Linked DNA regions of Mus musculus: region 1 is linked to region 2. Evidence: chromatin contacts called from public HiChIP or PLAC-seq data. All regions are on one chromosome and are shown on one strand. Each heading gives the region's core, a stretch centred on a gene start, on an enhancer-like site or on the middle of the called end of the contact. The rest is flanking DNA. Distances are from core to core; before and after follow the strand shown.

Region 1 (3,201 bases), core at 482-2,981, 320 kb before region 2:
GGAGATGAAAGCCTTTCATTTGAAATTTCTTTTCTTTTAAAGTTGTATTTGTTCATTGAAAACTCACAATTTGTTCTGCTCATGGTTTCCCCTCCAGCATCTCCCCCTCCCCCAGCATCTCCCCCTCCCCCAGCACCTCCCCCCCCCCCCGCATCCTCCTTCACTCCCCACTCCTCCATCTCCGAGCCTTCATTATCTTTGTTTTTATAAAACAAATACACATAAAAAGAAAAAAGAACAAATAAGCTGAGCAGTGGTGGCACATGCCTTTAATCCCAGCACTTGGGAGGCAGAGGTAGGCGGATTTCTGAGTTAGAGGTCAGCCTGGTCTACAGAGTGAGTTCCAGGACAGCCAGGGCTATACAGAGAAACCCTGTCTTGAAAAAACTAAAATACACACACACACACACACACACACACACACAAATATATATATATATATATATATATATATATATACACATATGTATGCATATATATATGCACAGAAACAGAATCATACACAATAAAAAGACAAAACTGAAAAAAATGTAGTATGCAAGCAGTAACACGTACACATAAACATGTGCACACACGTGTGCACACACAAACAGGCCCAAATTAAGAAATATGAACCAAAAAAGCCTATAATAATGCTGTTGAGTTCATTTCCTGTTGGTCATCACTGCTGGACACTAACAGAGTCTGTTATTAGCTGTAGTTAATATACTCAGTGAGACTAAATTGGAGAAATTCATTTTTTCCTGTTGTTCATTGGAAATAACCTCTTTGTTAGGAAGGGAAGCTCATGTCCACTTCCCCATTTCAGTGCTATGAACCTGTCTGCTGAAACACATATGAACTCACAGAAACTATGGCAGTACATACAGGGCCTGCACAGGTTTAAAGCAGTTTAACAGTGTCTTCAGAAACTCAAGTCCCTGGAGGAGTTACTCCATACATTACCACCAGGTGGTGCCACCACACAACGGCTGACTCTCCCAAGGGGTCAAGGCTGTATAGAATGGTCAGAAGAGTTAACTGAGCCTGCCTGGATCCACACTGGCTTGACCATGAAGTGCTGACCCGATTTGATAATAAGGGACAAGAGCCAGTCCACTTACTAACCCATCTAGTTGACAAAGATTTCTTTATGTCTAGTAACTATTTTCCTTGTTAGAGACCTGAATCTGTCTCTGAATGTATTATCTTTGTCCGGAGGCACAGGTACAGAACAGGGGTCTTTCACAAAGCCCACCTCCACTCCCCATCATATCCTGAGATGGCTGTCAATCAGGGCTGGAGATGGAAGATCAGAGGTCATATCTAGGCCAGCCAGGCAGCTTTAAACAGTGCAGCACCCTTTGCCTGTATTTATGTCATCTGTGTCAAGGGCTTGGAGAGCTGTGGAGTTGGAGAACTGGAAGGGAAAAGAGACTGGCTGGCTGTCTCACACAGGTGGGACAGGAAGCCTTCTTCACTGGCCACATGGTTCTAGGATTCTGGAAGCTCCTAGGGTGACATGCAAGGACAGGAGCCTGAGACCCAGGCAAGTCACCAGGCTGGCTCTGGCCTAGCCTTAGATGTGCCCATTATTCAGGAGGCCTGCTATGGAAAAGAAGCAGGAAGTCAAAACAGCAAGGAGTAGCTGTCCTGCTTGTCCCAGCACCGTGGGACTATCTACCTCTAGTGTGAGCTGCCCGGAACTTCTTTAGGGAGCAGGCCATGAGTCACTGAGGCGTCACTGGTCTCAGACTCCTGGTTCCTGTTACATGAGGAGGAAGTCTGACTGATGTCAAAGGGTCAGGAGAGGGGTCAGGGACTCTCAGGGTCCAGGTGACGAAGCAGTGTAGTGTTGCAGGCAGTTCACCCTGAGGGGGGACTTCCAGGGACACCAAGGGGCATGGCTTCCTACCCAGGCCAGGCAGCCGCACCCTGGCATGACTGAGGGTGGAGAGGGCACACAGTGAGAGAAGCAGTCTGTCCTCTTTCCCCTTGTCCAGTCCCCCCTCCTCACTCTGCTCTCTCCATCCCTGCTTTCAGCTCTGTGAGGGAGGACCCAGCTCTCCACCAGCACTTGGTCGCTTTCCTTTGCTCCAAAGTTTCAACCAGCCTTAGCATAACAGAAGCTGTTAATAGCAGGGAAAATGAGACGCTTGGAAAGGCTCTGGGCTGTGTGAAAACAATACAAAGTGCCACCCTGAGCTTTGTGGATTATAGTTTAAGAGATGCTTCCAAGAGCATACACCTGTCATCCCAGTGTCTGGGAGGCAGAGTCAGGAGGACCCATAGTGGACTGGAGAGCAAAGCTGTCTCAAAACAAGCAGCCACAGAACCAAAGAGATACCTTTAAAAAAGAACTATCTTATGATAGTAAGTAGCCATCTGTGAAGTACCATTTCATTTCTTAAAATCAGTGTATTGTGTGTGTGAGTCTCTCTCTCTCTGTGTGTGTGTGTGTGTGAGTGTGTGTGAGTCTCTCTCTTTCTGTATGTGTGTGTGTGTGTGTGTGTGTGTGTGAGTCTCTCTCTCTCTGTGTATGTGTGTGTGTGTGAGTGTTTCTCTGTGTATGTGTGTGAGAGTGTGTGTGTAGGGGGGAGGTCTGGCCTGGAGGAGCTGAAGTTACACTCGGTATGGGTTCTGAACGACCAAACTCAAGTCCTCTGCAAGAGCAGTATGTTCTCCTAACAGCTGAACCATCTCTATAATCCAAGAACTTAATAAAATGCTGCTTTTTTTAAAAATGCCATGGGGCTGGAGAGATGGCTCAGAGAGCACTGGCTGCTCTTCCAGCGGACCGAAGTTTAATTCCTAGCACCCACATGGCAGCTCTCAGCTGTCTAAAACTCTAGTTCTAGGTGGAATCTGATGTTCTCACACAGACATATGTGCAGGCAAAACATCGATGCAGAGCAAAACAGAATTGCATTAAAGAACTATTGCTGTGTTCAGGAAAAAAAATCCCCTTCTATGCAACACCTTATGCAGATGCCTAGAGCATCATGGACACAGATATTACAGTAAACCCCACAGGCAGACCTCTGTGCATACAGAAATGCTGTTGTTGTTGTTGTTGTTATTGTTGCTGCTGCTGCTGCTGTTAAAACTTAGCTGGGATTTAAAGGGATTTGAGTGTTTGTAACTCTTTGGTACAGTGGTAACAACCCGAAGCCCCTTCATATTTCATTTCTAAATTCCAGTCTGTAGAAATGATGTCAGTCC
Region 2 (2,974 bases), core at 143-2,642:
AAAATGAGTTCATATCTGATATATGGGCTTCCTGAAACCTAACTGTCCAGAACTAACTACATGCTGTGGTCTCTTAGATCTCTTAGCAATGCTTCAAAGATAATTGTTTCGAAGTCCATCAGGTATAAGTGTTATAAAAACAATGAAATGTGACTCTCCCTGAGAAGCCCATGCCCATCTCTGGGTATATGTTCCATTTGAGCACTTTTATATCTCTGAACACTCATACTTAGGCCTGTATGAAAATATTTTTTATTAGACTCCTATTCTCCTAGTCCTGAATATTTTCAGCATCAAAGTTACAAACCCTGGTTTGAAATCCCTAAAAGATTAGAGGAATTTCTCAGGCCGTGGAAGTCAAGAGTGGAGCCGTTCTTCCTTTCTATTCCCTTTGTTAATATGGCTTAATAAGCCCACTCTTAAGAGAAATGAGAGTTTATGTTGACATGAACATCTATTAAAAATGTTGACAGTGACTTGATCTGTGATCATTAAGAACTGAAAACAACTCAAATATCCTTCAGCATAAACACACAACTCACAATGCAATACTGCCTAGCAATAAAAAAGGGGCAGGGCAGCAAAGCCCGAATCAGAAACTGTCCAACTACTTGCCAAAGACGCTGTACTATTTTGCATCCTCTGCTCCCCCATTAGCAGTCTGTAGGAATCTCAGTCGCTCTTCATTATTTCCAACAGTTGACATGGTCGACCTTTCTAATTCCTGATATTCTGACTTGCTCAAATATTCAAATCTTGTTTTGTTTGAGACAGAGTCACTTTGCAACCTCGAATTCACTATGTAGATCAGGCTGGCCTTGAACTCAGTCAGCCAGACTTAAAGGCATGCACGACCATACCTGACTATATTGTTTCTAATATGCATTTTATTATAGCTAGCTATATTGGTCACTTGTTATTTTTTGAAGACTAAATTATGTTAATGTGTGTGTGTTTGTGCGCAGGTGTCTGGAGAAGCCAGAGTTTGTGAAGTGCCCTGGAGCTGCAGTCTAAAGGCATTTGTAAGCTACCCAACAGGGGCACTGGTACCCAAACTCTGGCATACTGCAAAAGCAGTATGCCCTCTTAGCCACTGAGCCATCATTATAACCCCGTTATTTATTTTAACTGTGATTAATGTCCATTCAGGAATCCCTGTAAATTTTTTGTCCAAAACTTTGATTGCTTAATCGTAGATGCGACGCTCTATTACTTTCGTCATATTTTACTTATTAGAAGTGAGTTTGTAAGTCTTTGACTTGAGTGTCCTATATTTCCCAGTGCACAGGCGAAAAGCCGGGAAAGCAAAAGGCCCATCCAGAGAAAGCCCGCCAAACCCAGACGCCTTGGCGGTGATGTAACTTCCGCCCCTGCACGCTTCCTCGGGCGTCCCCTCGTCCTGGCCTGTCCGTTTCCGGCATTTCAATAAAGCTCCCTTCGGCTCGGAGAAGCCGTGCTCTTCCGGGAAAATGGCGACTCCCGCTCGCGCTCCAGAGTCGCCGCCGGCCGCGGAGCCAGCGCCCGCCGTGGGCCCCGCCGGGGATCCCTGCCCGCCGCGCCAGCCGCAGCCCGTGCGCAATGTTCTCGCTGCCCCGCGGCTTCGAGCCCCCAGCTCCCGAGGACTTGGGGCGGCAGAGTTCGGCGGAGCTGCGGGAGAGGTTGAGGCGCCAGGAGAGACTTTTGCGCAACGAGTAAGCGGTGGCCCTGGGGTCGCGGTTGCGGGGGATCGGGATCAGGGAACAGGCTCTCAGGGATCGGGATCCGGGGACTTGGTCTCCCGCCCCGCCCCGCGGCCTGGCGCGCGAAGGTGACCTTGCGTGGCCAGGCCTCCCGAGCCAGGCCTGTCCTGTGCGCGGGCATGGCTCCATGCTGCCCGGCCCTCACTCGGCAGCCGCGCCTGCTCGATTTCATGTTCGCACTACAGCTTTGAACGAGCTCCGGTACCAAAGCCTCTTGATCGGAACGTGTGGGATTTCCTTCTCTCTATCTGAAGCCCCACTCTTTCCCCAACCATAGATTTGGAGAGCGGGCTGGAAAGTTTGGTTCATGCGTAGTGGGGAGAAGATGATAGCTGATTGCCTAAAGGCAGCTTTGTTTAGGAACAGGATTGAAGGAAGACGCCAAAAGGATATTTTCTGAGAGGTTTTTTTTTCAGCAAGGAGGGAAAAATGGACCATGAAGGCAATCGAGGGATTGGGGGAACTGGTGTAATAATTTGGAGACAAATATATATTAATAGTTAACAGGTGGTTGAAGTTTCTGGGGAGCAACAAAGAATAATGGGAAAATTGGGAGAGAGGGATGGATTTTAGGTTAATTTTTTATTTTGGGCGTATTCAGTTGAGGGAGTAATTGCAGGCATTTAGTTAATTAAAAGCCAACCGATTAAAACCCAGAGGAATGAGTATTAGGCACAAGAGAGAGAAGGCTGAAAAAAACCGAGAGGAACTCAGTTGCAGAGAGGCATTAATACTGTTGAAAACGTGGGAATAAATGTATCAGGAAAAATAGAGGACCCAAGGTTTAGCCCCCTTCTCCTGTTTGTTATATAACCAAGGAAAAGAACCAGAAAGGGAATTTTTGTCACTGAGGGAAAGGAGCCAATGACCATTTGGCAGGAGGGGTTCCTACTAGAAACAGGTAGGTATTTTGACTTTTCAAGATTGGGTTGTTAATTTTAGCAGTGAATTAACCTTCTGGTCTTGGAACATTTTTATACTCTTTAAGAGTTATTTGGCATCTCAAAGAACTCCTGTTTATATATGCTGAGTCTAGAAATATTAGCAGTTTGCCAGAAGCAACTGAGAATTCTTTCAAACACAGAACCACATAAGCAAGTCCATCTTCCTTTGTAAGATAGTGATGTTATCCCATTATGTAACCTCTGGCATTCCTCAGTTCATCGGGGTTCAGAGACCATGGCTTAAAACCCACTGGTCCTTATCATATATTTATTGTACAGGCTAACCATGTT

The links. HiChIP or PLAC-seq counts read pairs in DNA pulled down with a chosen protein or histone mark.
Region 1: an H3K4me3 HiChIP or PLAC-seq map of bone marrow-derived macrophages shows a contact between it and region 2, with 4 times the contacts expected there. The contact joins the enhancer-like site here to the promoter of Polr2m in region 2. A contact is called at or near these places in 2 of 39 promoter capture datasets (hippocampal neurons and liver) and 2 of 115 datasets of contacts at active chromatin or transcription factors (bone marrow-derived macrophages and trophoblast stem cells).

Annotation. Positions count from the first base shown.
Region 1 is chr9:71,804,376-71,807,576 of GRCm38.p6, reverse strand. It overlaps a transcript of Cgnl1 not described here. Among named protein-coding and RNA genes, the nearest start is that of Cgnl1, 34 kb to the right of the region's middle. Within about 2 kb of position 1,731, at least 55 of the 459 cell types and tissues checked have an H3K27ac peak or open chromatin away from gene starts, as enhancers often do. A contact at or near this core is called in bone marrow-derived macrophages and trophoblast stem cells, where this site is marked.
Region 2 is chr9:71,484,401-71,487,374 of GRCm38.p6, reverse strand. It overlaps Polr2m (polymerase (RNA) II (DNA directed) polypeptide M), which reads left to right and starts at 1,392. Exons shown (of 4, transcript NM_178602.3): 1 at 1,392-1,691. The coding sequence starts at 1,579.